2 separate regions of the Mus musculus genome follow, and region 1 is linked to region 2. Evidence: chromatin contacts called from public HiChIP or PLAC-seq data. All regions are on one chromosome and are shown on one strand. The core of a region is the stretch at or near the end of the contact, and the rest is flanking DNA. Distances in the headings are between cores, read along the strand shown. Region 1 holds the start of Uhrf1bp1l (UHRF1 (ICBP90) binding protein 1-like). Region 2 overlaps Gas2l3 (growth arrest-specific 2 like 3).

Region 1 (4,441 bases), core at 1,266-3,765, 330 kb after region 2:
ACTAGGGAGTAGCACCATTTGGAGGTGTGGCCTTGTTGGAATGGGTGTATCACTGTGGGTGTGGGCTTAAGACCCTCACCCTAGTTGCCTGGGAAGACTAGCAGACTTTGGATGAAGAGATAGAACTCTCAGCTCTGCCTGTGCCATGACAGCCTGGATGCTGCCATGCTCCCACCTTGATGATAATGGATTGAACCTCTGAACCTGTAAGCCAGCCCCAATTAAATGTTGTGTTTTATAAGACTTGCCTTGGTCATGGTGTCTGTTCACAGCAGTAAAACCCTAACTAAGACAATGTGTATTGGTGTTTTGCCTGCATGTATGTCTGTGTGAGGGTGTCAGATCTTGGAGTTACAAACAGGTATGAGTCACCATGTGGATGCTGGGATTTGAACCCACTTCCTGTAGAAGAAGAGCCAGTGCTCTTAACCACTGAGCCATCTCTCCAGCCCCTATGCTAAAATGATGAAGGCAGGGAGCTGCTGTATTAGAGTTATTATGACTCTGTAGGAAGTCCAGGGCAGAAGAAAGGTGTCTGTGGGTGTTGGCAGTTTGAAGTACACTAGACTATCCAGTCTGTACTGTGCTCAGAGGCTGTCCGAGCCTCAAGAACTTCCTTGTGTTCTGTTGCTCTATGTTTGTTTGTCCTAATAGTTCATAATCAGGGCGAAGCAGGAGGTTTGGCTAGCCTTTCTTTGCCCCTCCCCACACCCTATGTTTGGTTTGTCAATCAAATGTTACTTTTAACATTTATTCCTCTGCAAATACAGCTGATTTCCACCTAATCATTTCTAAGAGAAGAAACTTCAGGTCAACTGAAGAAAAGGGTTGGGCCGGGGGATAAGGGATGTTATCTTACTGAATCAGAGACTGGGGACAAGGGATGTTATCTTACTGAAGCTCAGAGACGGAGAGGAGCAGGGTTCTGGGCAGAGACTGGGAATGAGTCACCCAGCTAGGGACAAGACCTGGCTGGCTGCAGGCGGCCTTCGCTAGTCTAGTAAGGCTCTGAAGTACAACCCATCACTGTCATGCCAGCTTCCAAGTAGGAGTCAGTCCCAAGACAGGCATTTTTATGAGTTGTTATGGATCCTATGTCCAAGTAATAAAATCTTGGCTTTGTAGTTATTTTTATTTTTTTATTTTTTCAAGAGAAGGTGTTGCTAAGTAGATCATGGTGACCTCAGACTTGTAGCACTCCTCCTGCCTCTGTCCCCGAAGGGCTGACATTACAGACCCATGTGTCACTACACCCAGCTTGGTTCCCTTCAAACAGCTCAGATTGCTTTCATCCTTGCACAGTATTTGTGTTAGCAGATTCTTGTTACCCTGGCATGCTTCAAGCATTGTGAACTCTAATGCTGCTTCTTCCCACCTCAAATGGCTACACTGTCTCTCTCTCCCACCTGTTTATGAAATATTTTAGTGATTTATATCTTTTTCAAAACCTGCTTCTACAACAGGTGGCCAGACAATATGGCCCAGACACACCAACAGTACCTACTAGGGCCCCTACCAAACCATCCCTAAGGGCAGACACTATATTTTAAAGATGATTAAAAGTGAGGTTAACGGCTGAGAGAGCTGGCTTAGCAGACAATACACTTGCCATTCAATCATCAGGACTTGAACTTGAGTCTCCAGAATTCACATGAAGCCAGAAGTCTGTAATCCCAGCACTCTTTAGGCAATATGGGAGAGGCAACAAGAGACCAACAAGAGGATCCTAGGAACCAGGTAACCTGGAGTACACAAGTAGCTGTTGAGGAAGAGATAGAAGAAAGTGAGGCACTACACCCAGGGCTGTTCTCTGACGTCCCCTTGTGTGACCAAAGTCACATTCATACATGAAGTGAAACTAAAGCTGAAAACAATCTTTCCAAGTTAACATAGCTAGAAAATATTAGAACCAGGACTTCATTTTGGGCATTCCATTTCAAAATTTCTACTAAGTGTGTCTATGTGTGTGTGTGTCCAGAGGATAACTTTCAAGGGCAGTTCTTTCCTTCATGGTGGTTTGGTCATCAAGTTCAGATCATCAAGCTTGCTTGACAAGTACTCTTGCTGGCTGAGAGCCATCTCACTGGCTCTAGACTTTCTAACTTCTAGGTCTTTAGGTATATTCGGTTAAATATGACATGCTGTCAATTTTACTTCCTTTAAGGTTAGACCAACGAATGGAAACATTAAATTACAGCCGTTAGTCTAAGGGAAGGATCTTGGTAAAAGAAACTGAGATTAAAAAGCTGAAATGGCCAAAAGAATAACATAAACAGAGCTACTTGTAGAGCAGAAAGTTGAGTTCGGAGGAAATGAAGAAGCAAGACTAGGATGTCAGCGAGAGAGGCACAGACAAGATGAAAGGGATGAAGAAAAGATGAAAGCCCAAGTACCAACTAGGAAAGGGCAGCGGAGGACCTAGTGGGAGTCCGAAGTAGGCAGGGCTGAAGATTCCCGGAACTCCCACAGGTCCCGCCCACCTCGAGCTCGCTCCGCCCCCCCGACTCCTCTCCCCGCCCCCGGTCTCTTAGGTGATGCTGCAGCCAAGATGGCGCTGGCGGCGGCCGCGGCGGCCTGAGCGTCATGCTTCGGGCTCTCGGCGGCGGCTGCGGCGGCTGTGGCCTCGGCCAGGCCCTCGAGTCTCTTCTGAGAGTGATCTCTCCGGCGCTTCTCCTCCGGGCCGGTGAGGCGGGACCGAAAGAAGACTGCCGCGAAGTGAGGAGGCTGTGAGGAGCGACAAGAGAGCGGCGCTCCAGCCCGGCGGGCACCATGGCTGGGATCATCAAGAAACAGATCCTGAAGCACCTCTCCAGGTCAGCGAGCGCTCGGGGCCGGTCCCGTCCGCTGGCCGCCGGTTCTCGGGTCCAGGTCGCAGGTTCGGGCTCTGCCGGTGCCGCTGGCGCCCCCGACCGGCCTCCGGAGTCACGCGGAGGGCGGCGGGGCTCGGCGGGCCGGGGTCTCCTCCTCCGCCGGGGGCCGCTCCTGCGCCGAGGCTGGTGACGTCCCCGGCGTCACTCAGGTGCTGGGTGGATGGGGTTGGGCTGGGACCCGGTCCGGCTCGGAAGCTCCCGGGGCTCGGAGCCGAGCGGCTCCGTTAGCCGAGGACTGGGGTGTGTGTGTGCCAGTGAAACGTTAACCTTGGGATTGTTCTCGGTGCCCCCTACCTGGCGTCCCCGCTCCGCTGCACGGGAGGGTGTGCTTGTTTGCACAGTTCGGATTTGTTTTAGGGGAAATTAAGCAGGACTTCTCCGCTTCGGCCAGTTCTCCGTGGAAGTCGTTTTCAGTCCCGCATCGCGTTCGTTCTTGCTGCAGAGTTTTCCGATTTTGTTCCGCGACCCTTGAGTTCAGGGAGTTAACGTCCCTGGTGTTTAAACCCCAGACGTGTCACTCTTTCCATTTCATAACACAGTTTTAGTCAGAAACATGACTCAGTAAACTGGCAGTTTGTTACTGCTCTTGGCTTCTCCATATTTGTCTCAAGAAACAGGCTAAATGTAGGACCCTGTTCCAAGTTGGTGACAGAGAATTAAAAGCTCTTGGTTAGGATCTCTTTCTCTCCTCTGTTATTTGTAAGTTAATGAATGCTTTTAACTGATTAAAGGAACGTTCTCAGGTTTAATGATAGACTTGTATAGTAAACATGTCTTCATTTTCTGGATATGTGTGTGTGTGTGTGTAATACATATATATATATTACAGTTGAGAACATATTGAACAAAACAATACTATGATTCAGCAGATATTTTCCTGACATTATATCTTTATATTGAATAAAATTTAATACACACAGTATGTATACATAAAGTATCAAACTATAGCAAAGTTTGTGACCGTGTGTTTGGTTCTTAGTATCACTAATTAGAGAGAGAGAGAGAGAGTGAGTGTGTGTGTGTGTGTGTGTGTGTGTGTATTTAAACAGGTTAAGTAGCTCAGGCTGTCCTGAAAATAAATCTCAGGCTACCCTCAAGTTCAGTGTCATCCTGCCTCACCTTCCTGAGTGCTGAGATTACAGGTCTGTGCTACCATGCTTTGTTGGATTTTTTTTAATTATATAGATAGTGCAATACTGAGTCATCTTATTTTGAATAATGTTTATTACTTAGGGTGAGTCTGACTCATGAGATACACTTCGCCCTTGCCTATTTCAAGAGCCATAAGAAAATTCAGATCCATAGACACTGATTTTATTGCCCTTTTCTCTCCCAGGGATAATGATACTGTACCACTCTGTATGCCCAAAAGAAAATCTAATTCAGTCGATAAGTGCCTTAGGGCATTATCCTTTAATTCTCTTGTATAAGTCCATTTGGGAAGACCTCTTAAGAGCAGGCGTGTAATGGCTTACTCTGCCACATAGATAACTCCCACATACTTAGAGTTAAGCCCTTAGGATTACATTATAATCTTCCTGATTTCTTACACCTGTGTGGTAAATAGTAAT
Region 2 (3,946 bases), core at 1,216-3,715:
TAAGCTTCTTATTTCCGGTCATAACAAAATAATGGTCATCTTCTTCCTTCTTCCTGGCAGTGGGCATTTTATCTCCGCTGTCTGCCCCCTTACCAGATGAGGGTGGGTCCCTGAAGGAAGTTGGTGGCTTGCTGCTTTTGGGAGGCCCTTTAGCTGAGTACTGGCCCTTCATGGCAGTCTTGGCTGACTTCGAGACAGTTTCTGTCTTGGTAGCAGATTGGGGAACAGTCACAATAGACAGCGGGGTACGGCCAGGAGACTTTGAAGAGCCAGGTCCCGGATTCCGGCAGACACCCTTACTCTGAGGTTGCTTTTTGGCAACTGAAACTGTATTCTTACCTTTCGATCCCTGAGTAGCTTTTGCAGAGGACCCTGAGCACACAGAAGCTGGACTGTTTAAATTCAATGTAGACTGAAGTCTTTGTGCTGAGACTGCTCCTGACCTCGGCGTTCTAGTGGGTGGCTGAGACTGTGTCCCTAGACCTATGGCTCCGGTTTTAGAACTGGGCTTGGTCACTTTGGCAGGTGGCTGGAAAGGAGAAGGGTTAGGCCTTCCGTGCATGGCTCCTTTAGGTAGCTTTGGGGACTTGGATGATAAGTTTATACGTGACTCATCCCTAGAAGAAAGATGATTGTGTTTCAAATGCTTTGGTTCCATTTTTCCAGGAGATTTACTTGGTAAAAGTCTGGACTTAGACAGATCTCTTGAATTCTGGGCTGGAATAGCCTTGGTCTGTGCAGTCTTGGGGAAGGTGACACATTTTCGCGATGACTCTGAGGCACACTGTGCAGTGCTTGGTTTAGACCCTGGATTTGGAGAAGCCAGGGACTGCGATACACTGTTGGAAGGAGCAGTCGTCTTTTTTGCTGCGTCCTTCAAAGATGTCACCTTGGGATGTGGAAATGATGCTGGAGAATCTGGCCGTTTAGCCCGGGTAGACGGGGAAGCCAAATTACCTTTTACTGACGATGCAGGCAGACGTGCACCTGGTAGACGTACCTGTTTCTCCTTGTTCTTCGGAACACTCACTGGTGTGCCAGGTCTTAAATTTTGTTTCTGAAACATATTAACTGCTGACAAAGGGTTCATTTCTGGAGGCTGAGGCGTTCTGGCAGGCGAATCTGGCACGCTTTCATTAGAAACTCCTTTTTGAAATGCTAAAATTTTTTGTTCTAGTGTAGCAAACTGCAGTATTCGACAGGGGTCATACTTCAGCAAAAATCCCTGTAGAGTATCCCAGCCTCCACCGACGCGGACCATAACGTGTTTTCCATGAAGCATCTGCCCCAAAAGTGAAAATAAAAAAGTCAACAGGGAAACTGAGACGTTTATAGCTTCAGTCTGGTCACAATCGTGATATGCATTTGCTATGACCTGGGAAACAGCTTCATTTCAAACTGACACACTCTCTCTCTCTCTCTCTCTCTCTCTCTCTCTCTCTCTCTCTCTTTCTTGGTACTAAAATAATAAGTTTAGTATTAGGCTATACAACTAATAATAAAAGCCATTTACTTTGTAATACAAATATTGACAAATCATTTGTATCCTAAAATCCACACAATTAATATAGAAAACTGAAATAACAATAGTGTTCCATGGATTGAGTACTGACAGAAGGGAAGGAGACAGCAGAAAGCCTCATGGTAGGCAAAAAAGCAATTAGAAAGAACAACTAAAACTTGTATTTTAAATTTGAAAGTTACAGCCTATCAATTTCATCTTTAAAACATTTATATAAGGCAGGAGAGATGGCTCGGTGGTTAAGAGCACTGACTGCTCTTCCAGAGGTTCTTGAGTTCAAGCCCCAGCAACCACATGATGGCTCACAACCATCTGTAATGGGATCTGATGCCCTCTTCTGGTGTGTCTGAAGACAGCAACAGTGTACTCATACACATGAAATAAATGAATCTTTAAAACAAAACAAACCACTCATATAAGTTATCCTTGCAGATAAGAATGGCTCTGAGGGATTAAGGTATTTGTGGCTAGCCTCAAACCCGCCAGGCTGCCCCAACACAGGCACTTTTGTGGGGATAAAACAAACCCTGGCTCTACCAATGTGACCAGCTCAGCTGGTAGATCTTCGTATCTATATGAGCTCAGCTTTACACTGCAGCTCTAAATCCCAGTCTGTGTGCCTCGTGTTTACGACACAGTTAAGTGTGGCTTACTCTTGGTCCTAATCAAAGAACATGCTCTTTGGAGTGAGCCCTGGTGAATGCCGAGTCTATGTAATGGATAAGTGTTCAGAACTAATGTCGTTTATTCCCTCTGAGGTTCAGGAAAGAGTCTGGAAGAGGAGGTGGGAAGGGTGTAAGAGTCAGATGACAGGAAGAAAGGCTAAGAAATTTCATCTTCTGGGCCAGACACAGCCATTGTGGTAATAAACTCCTAGCTGCTGTGGACGGCTGCACTGAGCCTGTGTAGGACTGGGCCAGTCAGTCAGTCAGGCGTGGATGGAGGAGGGGCTTAGGGAACCCTTCCTCTTCCTGCTGACTAAGTGCTAAGAAAGGAAACCACAAGACCCCACAGTCACTTGTCCCAAGTCTCTCTTCCAGTTAGTTTAGCTAATTAATGTTAACAGCCAACTAACCTGCTTCTGTTTGCTATTGATTGCTTCAGGGATGGGTGAAACTGCCTTCGACTGAGTACCCATTGATGACCCCTGCTGGGCTCCAATGGAAGATTCAATCCAATACCTACACTGATGGTCACAGAAGGTCTTAACTAAACTACGTGGCAAAACAAACCCAAAAGCCATGAGGATAGGAAGGGATTGGTAGGGAAGATAAAATTGAGTTGATCGGGATGAGGGGCCATAACAAGAGAATGAAGAATAATCAGAACACATTATATGCATGTGCAAAGCAGAAAGAACGCTAACTCAAAGACAGGAAGTGAATTGGGGTTTCTCTCTGAGTTGGATCCAGGGTGGGAATGTGAGGACTCTGTGTGAACTATACCGTGTTTCTGAATCGAGAGAAAACAGCTCTTGTGTTATATCAAAAGTAGAAAAATGCTAAACGGGTGACATTTTAATGTCTTATCAACAAAAGGAAGAAGTAATCAACTGCGGATGGGGCAAAGGAAGGCCATAACTTGGGTATCCTCACCCCAAACCAGAACACGGCCATACACGGGTGTCCTCATCATAGTGCTCTGTGACCTAAGACAAAGATCTTGTGCTTCCTCCTGAAAGCACTCTCATCACAAATGGCAATACTTCTGTTTATTTTCTGACCAACTAATACTAATCTCAGTGGACATTCTATTTTGTTCGTTTCTTCTTAGGGAGTTGATGGGAAAATTATTTCATTAAGAAAATCTGAGCCAGGCAGTGGTGGCGCACACCTTTAATCCCAGCACTTGGGAGGCAGAGGCAGGCGGATTTCTGAGTTCAAGGCCAGCCTGGTCTACAGAGTGAGTTCCAGGACAGCCAAGGCTACACAGAGAAACCCTGTCTTGAAAAACCAAAAAAAAAGAAAAGAAAAAAAAGAAAATCTGAAAAATGCAGTAAATTCCCAGAAGCACATGGAAGTATTTTTAAACTCTATTCGATGTTTAAGCAGTCTCAGCTGTCTTCTAGTTACTTGAATGTTAAAAGCATCTACTCAAACTCACTTAAAATTCCTGGAATCAAGCATTCCATATTTCTTCCTGTACAGTGAAATTCTTCCATGAATAGCCAGCCCCTGTATTCTAATTTGTTTTACAAGGTAAAGGGGGGTCAAAAGGAGGTTGGTAAAAAGTGAACCCAATTCCAAGACAAACCTGCATGAATACAGACTGTAACCAGAAGACTTACCCTTATAAAGAGAATTTTCTCCCCTAGCCGGTACCGCCCTTCGGATAAGTATTCAATAGAAAACCGATGAGAGCAGCTACAAGGAGGGTCCTCCGCAATGTGTTTAACCTACGGTTGAAAATAAGCATCAATACTCA

What was found. HiChIP or PLAC-seq counts read pairs in DNA pulled down with a chosen protein or histone mark.
Region 1: a contact with region 2 is called in an H3K4me3 HiChIP or PLAC-seq map of bone marrow-derived macrophages, with 2.7 times the contacts expected there. The contact joins the promoter of Uhrf1bp1l here to the enhancer-like site in region 2. A contact is called at or near these places in 4 of 39 promoter capture datasets (the 3T3-L1 cell line, the C10 cell line, hematopoietic stem and progenitor cells and 1 more), 2 of 115 datasets of contacts at active chromatin or transcription factors (bone marrow-derived macrophages and embryonic stem cells) and 1 of 9 other capture datasets (adipose tissue).

Annotation. Positions count from the first base shown.
Region 1 is chr10:89,742,476-89,746,916 of GRCm38.p6, forward strand. Uhrf1bp1l (UHRF1 (ICBP90) binding protein 1-like) reads left to right here and starts at 2,516. Exons shown (of 21, transcript NM_029166.2): 1 at 2,516-2,813. The coding sequence starts at 2,770.
Region 2 is chr10:89,413,211-89,417,156 of GRCm38.p6, forward strand. Gas2l3 (growth arrest-specific 2 like 3) reads right to left here. Exons shown (of 11, transcript NM_001033331.2): 10 at 3,810-3,917; 11 at 1-1,282. Among named protein-coding and RNA genes, the nearest start is that of Gas2l3, 29 kb to the right of the region's middle. Within about 2 kb of position 2,466, at least 38 of the 459 cell types and tissues checked have an H3K27ac peak or open chromatin away from gene starts, as enhancers often do. A contact at or near this core is called in bone marrow-derived macrophages, where this site is marked.